Linked DNA regions of Rattus norvegicus: regions 1 and 3 are each linked to region 2. Evidence: chromatin contacts called from public Hi-C data. All regions are on one chromosome and are shown on one strand. The core of a region is the stretch at or near the end of the contact, and the rest is flanking DNA. Distances in the headings are between cores, read along the strand shown.

Evidence for each region. Hi-C and Micro-C count contacts between places; a contact is called where the count stands out from the background.
Region 1: a contact with region 2 is called in a Hi-C map of liver, with 2.5 times the contacts expected there. The contact joins the enhancer-like site here to the promoter of Rnd3 in region 2. A contact is called at or near these places in 2 of 12 Hi-C or Micro-C datasets (kidney and liver).
Region 3: a contact with region 2 is called in a Hi-C map of Schwann cells, with 8 times the contacts expected there. The contact joins the enhancer-like site here to the promoter of Rnd3 in region 2. A contact is called at or near these places in 3 of 12 Hi-C or Micro-C datasets (Schwann cells, mammary epithelial cells and psoas muscle).

Annotation. Positions count from the first base shown.
Region 1 is chr3:56,238,924-56,243,039 of GRCr8, reverse strand. No RefSeq gene overlaps it. Among named protein-coding and RNA genes, the nearest start is that of Rnd3, 240 kb to the right of the region's middle. Within about 2 kb of position 2,234, at least 2 of the 93 cell types and tissues checked have an H3K27ac peak or open chromatin away from gene starts, as enhancers often do. A contact at or near this core is called in liver, where this site is marked.
Region 2 is chr3:55,997,026-56,001,342 of GRCr8, reverse strand. Rnd3 (Rho family GTPase 3) reads left to right here and starts at 2,849. Exons shown (of 5, transcript NM_001007641.2): 1 at 2,849-3,183; 2 at 3,607-3,694. The coding sequence starts at 3,034.
Region 3 is chr3:56,133,427-56,137,546 of GRCr8, reverse strand. No RefSeq gene overlaps it. Among named protein-coding and RNA genes, the nearest start is that of Rnd3, 140 kb to the right of the region's middle. Within about 2 kb of position 1,891, at least 6 of the 93 cell types and tissues checked have an H3K27ac peak or open chromatin away from gene starts, as enhancers often do. A contact at or near this core is called in Schwann cells, where this site is marked.

The sequences.
Region 1 (4,116 bases), core at 985-3,484, 240 kb before region 2:
AGTGAATGGAGGATACTAGGAGATCATGGTCCACAGAGCTCATATCTGCTCACAAAGACTGAAATGAAATAGTGTGCACAGTGCCTGCAATGGGTCTCCAATAAGCCCTCTACTTATATGTGATGGCTGCTATATGTGTTGGTATTTTGTTAGCAATGGGAACAGTTCTATCTCTGAGTCTTTTGCCTGCTCTCGAGACTCCTTTTCTCCTATTGGGTGGCCTTGTCCAGCCTCCATATAAGGGCTTCTGCCTTGTCTTACTGTATCTTGTTTTGTTGTATTTGGTTGTTCTCTCTTGGAGGCCTGCTCTTGTTTGAAAAGAGGGGAGTGGGAGAAGGGGGAGTGGGTCTTGGGGGAGAGGGGAGATTGGAAGGGAGCTGGGAGGAGTGTAAGGAGGGGAAATCTGTTGTTGGGATATAGAATATAAGTGAAGAATTTATTTTCAATAGAAAAAAGAAAACGGTTACTTTCGCAAAATGTCTTTACAATATGTTCTAAAAAGGATGTAGCAAATAGGACAAATTAGAAATCTGCATTCCTTTCCATACTCTGGCATAAACACACTGTGTGGTCTCACTACATCATTTATACTGCATTCTCTCCATTCCTTAATCTTGTTTCATCTAAAACAGATCCTGACAACCGCTGTGGCTCATGTGACCTAGAAAACAGGAACCCTCCAGCCTTCTGAGAAAATTAACTGGTAGAACTAATCAAAATGTAAATATATATGGCTCTCTGACCAGAAATTCTATTTCTAGACAACTTATTTACTAGATTTGAAGACACTTACACAAGACATTTATCATAAAAATGATAAATGATTTTGGCAGCCATGAACTGAAGATAGTTTGAATTGGTGTCAATATATTGTAGTAAGACAAATTAGGTAATTCATAATATAAAATGACTTGTGCCTTTGGAGAATTGCATAGACCTATGTGACTTAATATGAAAAAGTATCTATGAAGAATTTAGAAAGTAAAAATATAATTTGCAAAGAAGTCATTTTCTACCTGCTATTCAATGTGTGTTTATATATGTGGTGCGTGTGTGTGTGTGTGTGTGTGTGTGTGCTCACGTGCGCGTGTGCATGTTATGTGTGTAATAGACAAGGGACAGTATAAAACAAAATATCCCAAATTGACAGTAGGTAAATCAAAATAGAGAAAATAATTAAACTTTCTCAAAATGTAACTGACCTTTTTGTATATACATTATATGAAATACTTTACATTCAGGAAACAGTATTTATACCAATTTTATTATGAATAATAGTTAAAAACATACAGCAGAAAGGAAATAAATTTTACAGTGTCAGTTGTGTATGTCACTTAGACTCTACCGTAGTGACATTTTATGACTGCTTTATCATGTGTCAGTCCCTACATCTCTCTTTGTATCTCTACCTCATTCCACTTTAGTATTGAGATGTTTCAAATCAAATATCGCATATGTGAGTCCATTTCGTTGCATACACTTCTTTATACTTCTTCATTAAAAATGACATTTTGTCAGAAATTTAAGTAAGACATGTCCTGAAAATAGATTCCATGGGAACTCTGGCCATACCTCCACTCCCTATTCATCTTTCATCATATCTCTTTCCAATTCCTAAACTCACAATAACTTTCTAAGGTTCAAGAAATAACGGTTTCACTCTGTGCTCATAATTTAAAAAGGATCTTGGACAAACTAGGAGAATTAATTTTTTTTGGTTAATGAATAAACACACTTCAGACTTCTTTAGCATACTTTGATAGAAGATGTGGAGTGAAAGCTAGGGAAGTTTTCTTGTTGCTTTGACAAAATATCCAACAAAAGCAATGTAAGGTAAGAAGTGTTTGCTTTGGCTCACAGTTCTTGGTCAGAGAATGATGGTAACAGGAGATAACTGTAGGGGGAGGGGACCTATGGAAGGAAAAGAGATTGAAAAAAGTGTTTCAAAGAGAGAAAAGGGGGAATGGTCTTGACAGAGTGGAGAAGTAATGGAAAGATAAATGCAGAGGCACAGCACAAGCTCTGAAAAAAGCAGTTGCGTCCCCTGAAGAGCATGAAGATTTTTCCACATTAGTGGAACCTTCCTAAGACCATTGACCACGGGCATTATTTCAAGCCAACCTGATCTTGTTGCAGTAAATATTTAAAAAATCTGGTAACCTTTAAACCCACGCTAGTGCCGGCACCTGTGGGGCTGCATGGCACTTCTGGGTATTTTTATCTCTAGTGCTGGCACGCGGGCCACATGGCACTGTGGGGCACCACTATCTCAGCGGCTCCACGCTCTAACCTGGGCGGTCCAAAAGCCATTCAAGCGTGGCACCTTGCCATGCCGCTTTCACTCCCAGTTCCCTCGGCCGGTTGTTACCATGTCAGTCATACACATGCCAATTCTGTGGCAGACCTGGTGCATCCCGCCACAGCCCCTTCTCTTGAACTCTATTAAGTCACCACATGAAAGAACACACCACACAATAACCTCTGTCCCAATTGATAAGATATAATTTGCCCATCTAGACAACACAACATCCTGTACATACCTATCCCTTAAAAATATTCATAACAACTTGTATCTATGCTCAGAGAAGAATCTTAACATCTGCCGCCATGTTCTCCCTACTCCTTCTGTTTGCTCCGGCTCCTCTTTCTAAAACTTTATTTCCGCCCATCCTTCCTTCTTGTCCAATGACAGGCCTGGTTTTCTGCTTTCACCTGCATAATGACATCAACTTACATGATCTGGATAATTCCTCCTTGAGATTCCCTTCCCCAGGTAATTGTACATGGTAAACAGGACTGACTACATCCTTGTGCTCAGCTTACCTTTTCTCCTTTAAATATAGCCCAGAATGGCAAGCTCCTCACAATGGGCAGGTCTCCCTACTTCAATTTTTACAATCAAGACAATTCCTACAGGAATGGCCATAGGCCAGTCTGATCTAGATAATTTCCCCTAGAGATTCTCTTCCCAGTGATAGACTGAGTCAAACTGACAATTAAAGAGAACCATCAGAGCCTCTACAATCACAGCTTCCATAAAATGTAGCAGTGGACTAAGACAACAACAATGGTTCAAGGACCTGGTACTCTGGTCACTGAGAGTTTAGAGTCCAGTTGAACAGCTGATTTTGCAGCTTGAGTTCAGTCAGATTCAAGCAACAACAGATTATAGATATTGGAAAAATATAAAGCTGTTTGTGATGCATAAACATTTCTTTGTGATTTTTTCCTAAACAATAAAGTACAGCATAGCATTTGCACACAGTAAGCATCATAATTCATTTATAGAAGATTATATGGGAGGATACATCTAGATTACATGCAAAGGTCGTTCACTTTATGTAAGGAGCTTCAACATCTGCAGTTTGGATTCTATGGGACATAGAGGGTAGGGCCAAATCCAAACCCAGCAGAAACTAAGGGACGGGGTAATTTTTACAGAGATTAATAAATATTATTTATAATTCACTACAATTTCTATTTAAAATCCTTACCCTTCTAAGGCATAGAAAATGTGAACTTAGTTGACCATTTACCTGTTTTTCTCCTGGAATGTGTAACATCCCACTTGTGCTTTGCTTTGTCAAGAAGAACCATTAGTGAGATAGCTTTGGCTTGTTTTCAGAACTTCTTCTAATTTGGAAGCTTTCTTGCTTCACCTGAATCAGATGCAGGGAAGGGAGCTCTGTCTGCTAGGCATGGTGCTGAGCATAATTGCCCTGCCCCGCTGTTTCCTCTTGCAGCCAACTCTCTTCTCTTGACTTGCTCTTGGGCATCACTCATGGATCCTGGAGTTCTTTGTTCTCTGGAACTGTGATGTGAATGTTCTCATCTACCAGGCACACGGCTCCTGCTTCTGCTCTTGAGATATTGTTCCTCTCCCCTGGGTGCCCTTTCAGATGACTTGCACACACTATGCACTTAGTACTTGCTGCAGTTTGAATGAGAGATGTTCTCCCATCGTCTTGGGCAGCTGAATACTTGGTCCCTAGTTGACGTCATTGCTTGGGAAGGTTTAGGTGGTACAGCCCTTAATGGAGGAAGTGTGGACTTTATGGTTTAAGATCTTCATTTACTTAAAGGTTGCTCTCTCTGCTTAAGGTTTACTATTCCTGG
Region 2 (4,317 bases), core at 1,600-4,099:
GGCAGCCTGCTGTAAGGCCTGCTCATGGCTGATTCCTCTTCCTCCTCCTCCTCCTCCTCCTCCTCCTCCTCCTCCTCCTCCTCCTCCTCCCCCTCCTCCTCCTCTTCCTCCTCCTCCTCCTCCTCCTCTTCCTCCCCTCCCCCTACTCCTCCAGGAATTCACATGCACAGAGACACACTGAGAAAGCACCACCAGACTTTGCTATCTTACAGGATCCTGGTTTGTGTACAGAACTCAGCACTTTCGTCCTGATTTGTGTACACTCTTCCTTATGTTTTATTGAGCATTGTCTGAAATGCATCCCCTATGGAAGCAGAAAGAAAAGTTCATCTTTTTTGCCCTATTTTAGGCTTCAAGAACAATGCCTGGCACATAGCAGACACCTAATAAATAATTACTAAACTAAATGTTTGGGTGTTAAAAGTACATTCAAATGACAAAAGGAAAGTATTCATTTCCTGGAAATATGCAAATCTGGTGGCTTCAGGAAGTTGATTTTTCTACTCAGTCACACATCCATTACATTTCACTTAGCAGCTGGCAGATTCCTGGAGATTCAGGTCACCTGATTTCTAAAAATACCTATCCACTATGATTCCAGATCTTTCCCTGGAGATGTGACTATACTACTATTAGATGGAGTAAACTCCCCTATACCTGGAGACCTGCCGAATCATTGGTGATATCTTTTTTGGTGCTCAGATATAGCATAGATGATGAATCATGTGATGTCCAGTTCATTAATAAGTCAACTCAAAATAACTAATAATTAATTGCCTTTAAGGGGACTTTATATAAACTACGTCAATTCAGGAATGTGGAAGACCACATCGTATCTCTGGAAGGGGAGTTGTCATAAGTTAGAAACAAGAGAAAACAAAGAATGAGCCCACTTCTTATAAGTAAGTTGACTAAGGAATCCAGGATTCACCCAGACATGAGACTTCGTTCTGGGCAGGCAAGTGGGAGCTATGGAGAAATACTAAGTACAGGCAGACACCATTTTCATTTTCTTACCAGTGTCTTCATGAATCCTATTTTAATGAGGATAAAGCTAAGGTTTACAGATATGAATTATTGTTCCAATGTCACTTAGGAAGCTAAGTGACTTAGGGCCTAAATACATTTCCCCACTTTTTTGCCCATTCTTCCTCAACCAAACAAGCATCTTGATGAACATCTCCTGCACTAGTTAGGTTAGGGAAATGCTAGGGTAAACTCTATGAAGTTTACAGAGGACACTTTTCCCTCTCCGACATAACAGCACAACGTAAGACTTTAGGAGACAATGCCCGGACAGTGCTTCCTTTGTGAACTGTGTGAAGAGACGAATAAAGCTCTTCCAAGCAAATTTTGGCAAATGCAGCCATAGGACCTTGGTCAGCCTTTCCCTTTCCATGGTCAACCTGTAGGAAACACACCTGTCCACAAAGATAAAGCCAGGGTTGTCCTTTAGGGGAAGACTCCAAGGTTCTCAGGTCTGAAATAAGATAGCATTCTAGGTCCCCTAGTAATTCGCTACACATTCAGTCCCTATACTTTCCTTAAAGGTGTGTGTGTGTGTGTGTGTGTGTGTGTGTGTGTGTGTGTGTGTGTGTTTAGTATATGTGTGGAAGACAGAGGTTGGCACTAGGTATCTCCCTCAATTTCTCTTTACATTAATTTTGAGTTATGGTCTCTCACTGAATCCTAAGTTCCTCAGTTTGACTGGGTTGGCTGCCTAGCAAGCCCTAGGGATCCTCTGAGTCTGTCAGGAATGCCTCCTTATATGGGTGCTAGGGGTGAAAATCAAGTCGTGCTTGCAGACCAAGCCCTTCACAGACTGAACTATCTTCCCAGACACCGTCACTATAAATTTAATAACTGAAGCCTCCTGGCTATTGGGGTGACAGGCAACAAAGACACTGTTCTCAGAAAACGAGAGAACAAACAGTCTTTATGTTTGTCTCTTGCTGAAAGGGAGACTCGGAACGACTGGAGTACCTGAGTGGAGGAGGGGAGTTCCTGAATTTTCAACTATGGTTATGTGTGCTTTTTAAGACCAATGCCTTGATTCCTGGGCAAAGGAGGGTACAGCTCAAGGGAGCAAAGAACGCTTAGACCCCTGGTTCCAGAGTCCCCACAGTGAAAGTGACAGTTGGGGCAGGGTTTCCAATAGTTTTTGTCATCTAAGGTTTTTCTCTCCCCCTCCCCCATTCACCTTGTCATATTCCCCAGAGCCTTCGGCCCCCTCTGAAGTGGCTGAAAATGACAAGTTTCAAAAGCCAGTCCTCTACAAAGATCAAGGAAAACCAGTTCTGATGTCTAAAATAACCCAGCTATGTACCTGACACAACATTTTTTTAAAAATATTAGGTTTTGGGTTTGGTGCAACAACTTAGTTTAGCCTTTTCCCATCCAAGATTTACTTCTGTTTTATAATTTGATTGGGAAATATTTTTTTAATGTTCACAAATAATGACGAGGCTTCTGGAGACGCGCCCCTTCGAAAGCAATTTGAAAGGAATTCCAGGGCAAATTCAATGTGCACAGATACCCGCTCCCCGTCACCCCGGTCCTGAACAATCTATCCATCAGCAAATCCTGCCTGGCGCCTTCAGGTTATGCCAGAACCTAGGTCTGGAAGCCATCCTGCACGCCACCCTAGAGGGCGCGCTGCTTACACTTTCCGCCAACGAGGCGGTCGCGCTGGCTCCCAGGCTCCATAAAAGGGGAGGAGGCGGATCAGTTTCCTTCTCTCATTGAGAAAGCGGAGCGGATTGGAAGGCTGGGCGTATAAAGCCGCGCAGAGAGCGTGAAACAAAGCAGACCGATCGGAATTGGACTTGGGAAGAGATTCACGGAGTCAGGCAGAAAACTTGTTGGAGAGGAGTAAAGAGCCGCTGCCTCTCCTCCTCCAACTCCGCTGCGCTTAAGGGGTTCCCTCCGGCCTTGCGATTTATTTTTATATCCGCTTTTTATAGAGAGAAGTATATATATTTTTTTCTTCTAAAGAGAAAAATTCCTGTTCCAAGAGAAAATAAGGCAACATCAATGAAGGAGAGAAGAGCCAGCCAGAAATTATCCAGTAAATCTATCATGGATCCTAATCAGAACGTGAAATGCAAGATAGTAGTGGTGGGCGACAGCCAGTGTGGGAAAACCGCGCTGCTCCACGTCTTCGCAAAGGACTGCTTCCCCGAAGTGAGTGTGACCCGTACCTCTTTGAGGGGGGTGGCTGATGGGGTTCCCAGTCTGGGGACAGCGTCGTTTCTCTTGCTTCACTGATTTTCTTCTTGAAAGTCTTTCTCATGCCCAGCCTGTCTCTACCGTCACACTGCTGGGAAGCGAAAGTGTCCTGGAAGCCTCTAGGCTGGAACCCGCCAGCATCCTGGGCTCTTGGCCCCAGAAACTTGCTGGTTTCAGTGTGGGAGGCCGGGTGGGGAGACCTGGGTGACTCTCGGGAGGGGGCTGCGCGTTTACTGTGTAGGGAGTGTGCGGTTGGTTGTTGGTGGAGGTTTTTTAATTGGTGGCTTGGGTGTTTTTCAAGTGTTCGATATGCCGGTCATATTTTTAATAATCTCTTTGCCACCCTTCCTTCCTCTTCTGTCCCTTTCGTTCGTCCAGAATTACGTCCCTACGGTGTTTGAGAATTACACTGCCAGTTTTGAAATCGACACACAAAGAATAGAGTTGAGCCTGTGGGACACTTCAGGTAAGACTCAGCACACCGCGTGGCAGTCTGAACCGGTGCGCCCCTGGGCTCGGGATCCGATGCCCTGTCTGCTATCGTGGCTCCTTGAGGGACTTCCAGTCCCCAAGCCGCGGAAAAATGTTATCCTTTCTGGGCAGGGGCGGCAATGGGGGTGATTGTGGTCTTAGGGACAGGAGGACGCTATATGTCCGGGGTGACCCTGCTGGAGGAGCCTCTGGTGGCCGCATGGCCTTGTTTTGTCCTTCCTTGGGGCAGTGCCGGAGCGAGCCGCCAGGGTGGCTCAGTGCTGGAGCATGCAGAGCACCGTGGAACCCTCCGGCTCGCCCAGGAAGCCCCTCGTGGGTGTTATCAGCCATCTGGTCTCGGGGCAGGGGAGCAGGCTGAGCTGGGAGAAGATCCTCGAAACCCTCGGGTTGCATGCGGGTTCCGGGCTGGGGGAGATGGGTGAATGGCCGGAGCCAGCGCCCGTGACGCCTACTCTCAGGAATGCGCTGGTGGTGCCGGCAGCGGCCACCGCGGGGCCTCCGCCCCCGCAGCCTCAGTGTCACCGGCGCAGAGCGGCTTCTGCGGGCGCCGGGGGATCACTCTGTGCCAGCTCTTCGAACATACATACCACTCCCTAC
Region 3 (4,120 bases), core at 642-3,141, 140 kb before region 2:
GATCTCTGCTTCAGTTATGGCTCTGGGTTCCTGCACTGACTGAGATTTCGTCATGACTTCTCTTTTAAATGGAAACCAAATACATTCTTTTGTCTCCAAGGTGCTTTGGGGAATGGCGTTTATCACAGTCATAGAAAGCAATCTAAGGCAACCTCACCATCTGTCTCACCAGTGCATCTTTTACATTTCCTTTCCTCTATCAACTCTGAAAATTACAGCAGCCCTGACAAGGTTGGTTTCCAAAAGCTCATGGTTATAAAACCCCAGGAAGTATGTAAGTCTTCCCGAAGATGTAACACAAGACAAAATTGTTAAAATACCTACCATAAAACGTAATGGTTAGTTGAAAACACAGTCTTGTCTTGCTTTCCTTGGCCTGGGAATCAGTGAGAGAATTGTGGCACCCTATACAGTGTGATCTGTATGTATGTTTTCAGGGCTGACCATTTGGTATTGGTGTGCTCTCCTGAGGAAGACTGGCTCTCCCACTGCCAGCATTCCTTAGTTGTCTATAGTTCTTCGTGTGGGCTTGACATCTTTGGGTCTTTACACCTTTCTACTTTGGCGTGCCTATTGTTGTTCTTGTTCCGCTCAAGTTTATAAAGGCTGCCATGCTGATGAAACTTTATGGTCATAGCTTCTGACATGCCTGGGAGACACAACCTCACAGCAAACTCCCTGTTCCTCTGGTTCCTACAATATTTCCACCCTCTCTACTATAATGAGAGGCCTTAGATGCAGAAGTTGCACTATAATGTAACCTCAAGAACTCGACTCCATACCTTTGTAAGTTGATTAGTTTTGGTTTTCTGTAATGGTCTCAGTCTGTTGCAAAGAGAAGGTCTCTTGATGAGGCACAAGGGATAGACTTACCTGTTGATATTAGGAGAAATGTTTGAGTATAGTTAAGAACTGTCCTGGCTTAGTAAGTTAGTGGTTGAATAGTAACCTAGTAGCCATGACTTTACTAGCACTGAGTAATTAGCTTGGTTTCTAGTGCTAGGCTTGGTTTACCTATTGTTGAACAGATCTTAAGTCCAATTAGAGAGCTGTTGGTTACTGCCAAGGTGTGTGTGCCACTACTGCGCCCTTGTAGTTATTTCCCTATGTTGGCACCCTTTGTTACCATGAAAACTGGCTCTTGGGGAGGAGACATTGACAAAAACTCGAAAGAACTTCTCATGCCTGGTGTTGGGAGTTTTGTTAGATGGTCTTTGGCTCTTGGAGGGAGCTTTTTTGGGCAGATGACAAAATCTCATTTAAAGTATATATGTATATTGTTACAAAGACTTACATATCTTATAAGGTTTTAATATTTAGATAGGTAACAGTATGATTTAGTATGACCTTTTCAGATGTTTGCCCGCCTGTATTTATTTCCCTTCCCCTCTCTAATTAGAGGCCCCTGACAATTCCCTGGCTAGATCAGGTGTTCCTGCCATTCTCCTCTCTATTGCTCCTCCACCCTTTAACCACACTCTATGTGTCTGTCTTCTCTGCTTTCCAATAGTTCTTTCTTCCCCCGCCCCTTTCTTGTTTGCTTTCCTATAACTGGAATTAACTGTGTGTTTGAGTTTTTTGTTGTTGTTGTTGTTGTTGTTGTTGTTGTTTATTTAACCTGGGGAAAATGTAAGCTAAGAAGATGCCAGGAAAAAGAATACCTTAAATTCAGCATAAATGAGAGTTGTAAGCATTGACAGGGTATTAAATGAGATATTCCATCACTAGATTTTCTCAAATACACTAGGTAGGAAAGTGGGGTTGTGTAGGTTTCAGGGGGGACTGTTGTAGCTGCCTTTTGTGGACTGCAGGGTTCCAGAGCTCACAGAAGACTTCTGCTGGCCAGTTCACCACAGCGTCTGGGTGTGCGCCATTAGCTCTGCTGTAAGGAATGCCGCTTGCTCTCTGAGTGTGCTATGAGGCAGAACAATAGGGCACTCTCCTCGGGAAGAGCTTCCGATTCCTCCAAAGTTCACTCAAAGCCCCCATTTTTTTCCTCTCTGAATAATGTATGAGCTTGATTCACCCATGTGCTGCTAATCTAGCATGGCAGAAACTTCCAGCCATTTCTGCCTTGTCTGATGTCACTGAAAAAAACCTCACCAGTTTAAACAGGAAGACTGTGTGATCCGATTTTGGCAGAGTGTTGTGATGAAAAGGCAGGTGAGGGAGAAGCCCAGAGGGATGCGTGTGGGCAGGCCAAGTGGGCAGTTTTGAGTTTGTAAGTCTTCTTACAGGGCAGGGACTCCTGATAGAGGGGAAACCTGGCTCGTCTGGCACCACAGTAAGCAAGCATTTTGTTATGGAACCCCTCCCGGCCCACATTAGTCCCTTTCATAATTTAGGGCACTAACAGATATCAGCTCTTTAGCCCTGTTGTTACAAGATGACTTAATAATAATAACCTATATGTCACTCCTGAGACAACAGTAGGAAACATATTCTCTCACAGTTCTAAAGGCCAACCCTAAAAGAAAATGAATAGCAGTCCCAAGCTTCTAGGCACAGCACTCTTCTTGTCTGTTTGAGTTGTTGAAGGCTTGACTCTACTTCAGTCTTCATGTGGCTTCCTTTCCAGTATGTCTTTATGTCCTTTTTTAATGTCAACACTCACTCCTTGGATTCACAGCCCACTTGAATCCTGCATGACCTCATCTTAACTAATTATACTTATTTCTAAATAAGGTTACCTTCTGAAACTCAAGGATGACTTAAATTTGGAGAGACGTCATTCAATCCAGGATAGCCTAAAAGAGTATAACACGACCCTCACTTTACAGATGTCTAGGCTTGTTTCTAGATCTGAGAAATAATGCTTGACGCCTATTGTTCAAGAGAAGGACAAAAAGGAAGTCTCAGAGGAACACCTTCCACTCACTCAGGTGGAGGATGAGGTTACCATGGCTACACAATTGCAAGCATCCTACAGAGGATGGCACCCCTCCAGATCACCCTTCAAAACACTCTCCTCAAAACTCTTCACTTAGCTTTTCCTCTGAAGCTGTATTGTCCAGAGGAGAAACCCTGCCATTCAAATAGATTTTTATGGATTTGGTTCATCTTCAAATTCTGTAAGGTCACTGTCTCAGGATCTGTAGGTCAGGGAGACAGAATCAGACATTGGAGAATCATTAAAATCTCAGGTATTAGAAGGAAACTGAGAGACAAATCAGGCACTTCTATATGAAAATGGTACTTTCAGTTTAGTGCTTAGCTTCTCAACACCGTACGCAAGAATGTCTGAGAATAAAACCCTGAATATTTGCCTAGTGAATTTCTGCAAGTTAGAGAAGCGATGAAAGAGTTGCTAAGAGTGCTTTCTGTTCTGCTGTGGGATTAGAAAATCCAACATCCTCTCCTGGCCTGAATGTGTAATGGGTATGGTCTCTCTCTCTCTCTCTCTCTCTCTCTCTCTCTCTCTCTCTCTCTCTCTCTCATACACACATACACACACACACACACACACACACACACACACACATAGACACACACATACGCGAGACAGAGACAGAGACAAAGAGACAGAAAGTGATATACACACATAAAAATAAAAATGAGATGAATTTTTGAGAAGCATATTGTTGGAGATGCTCCTAACAAGGCACGCCCAGTGTACTTCCCACATACTGATCTGACAGAATACAAATTCAGTGATTTAGAAGCAATAGAAGTTTATTTAGGGACTTTGTAGCCCAAGATTAAGGGTCTATATGTGATGAGTGTTCTTGTTGAAGCTTAACATGGTGAAAAGCAACTCAGGAGAAAGAAAGACAGTTCATCCCTTTTTTGGGGAGAACTCAGACCCATTTCTTTACACATGCGAGACAAGTGCTCAACCACTGACCTACACCTCAACCCAGTCCTTTCACTGGGCATTCGCTTCTGAGATAACTACTACAGTCTAATGATATTGAAATTAATCCATTCTCTGGGATTAGGCCCTCTGTTTTCAAAGATTGCATCTCAACCTTGATTCATTGGGGAGAATAAATTTCCAACACATGAACGTTGGGAGTACTTTCAAACCACAGTGCTCCGTGGTAATTTTGTCTCAAGCTCTCCATGAAGCTCAATGTGACCTCTTTTTACAACCTCAACTTGCCTGTAGTTTCTCGTCTCT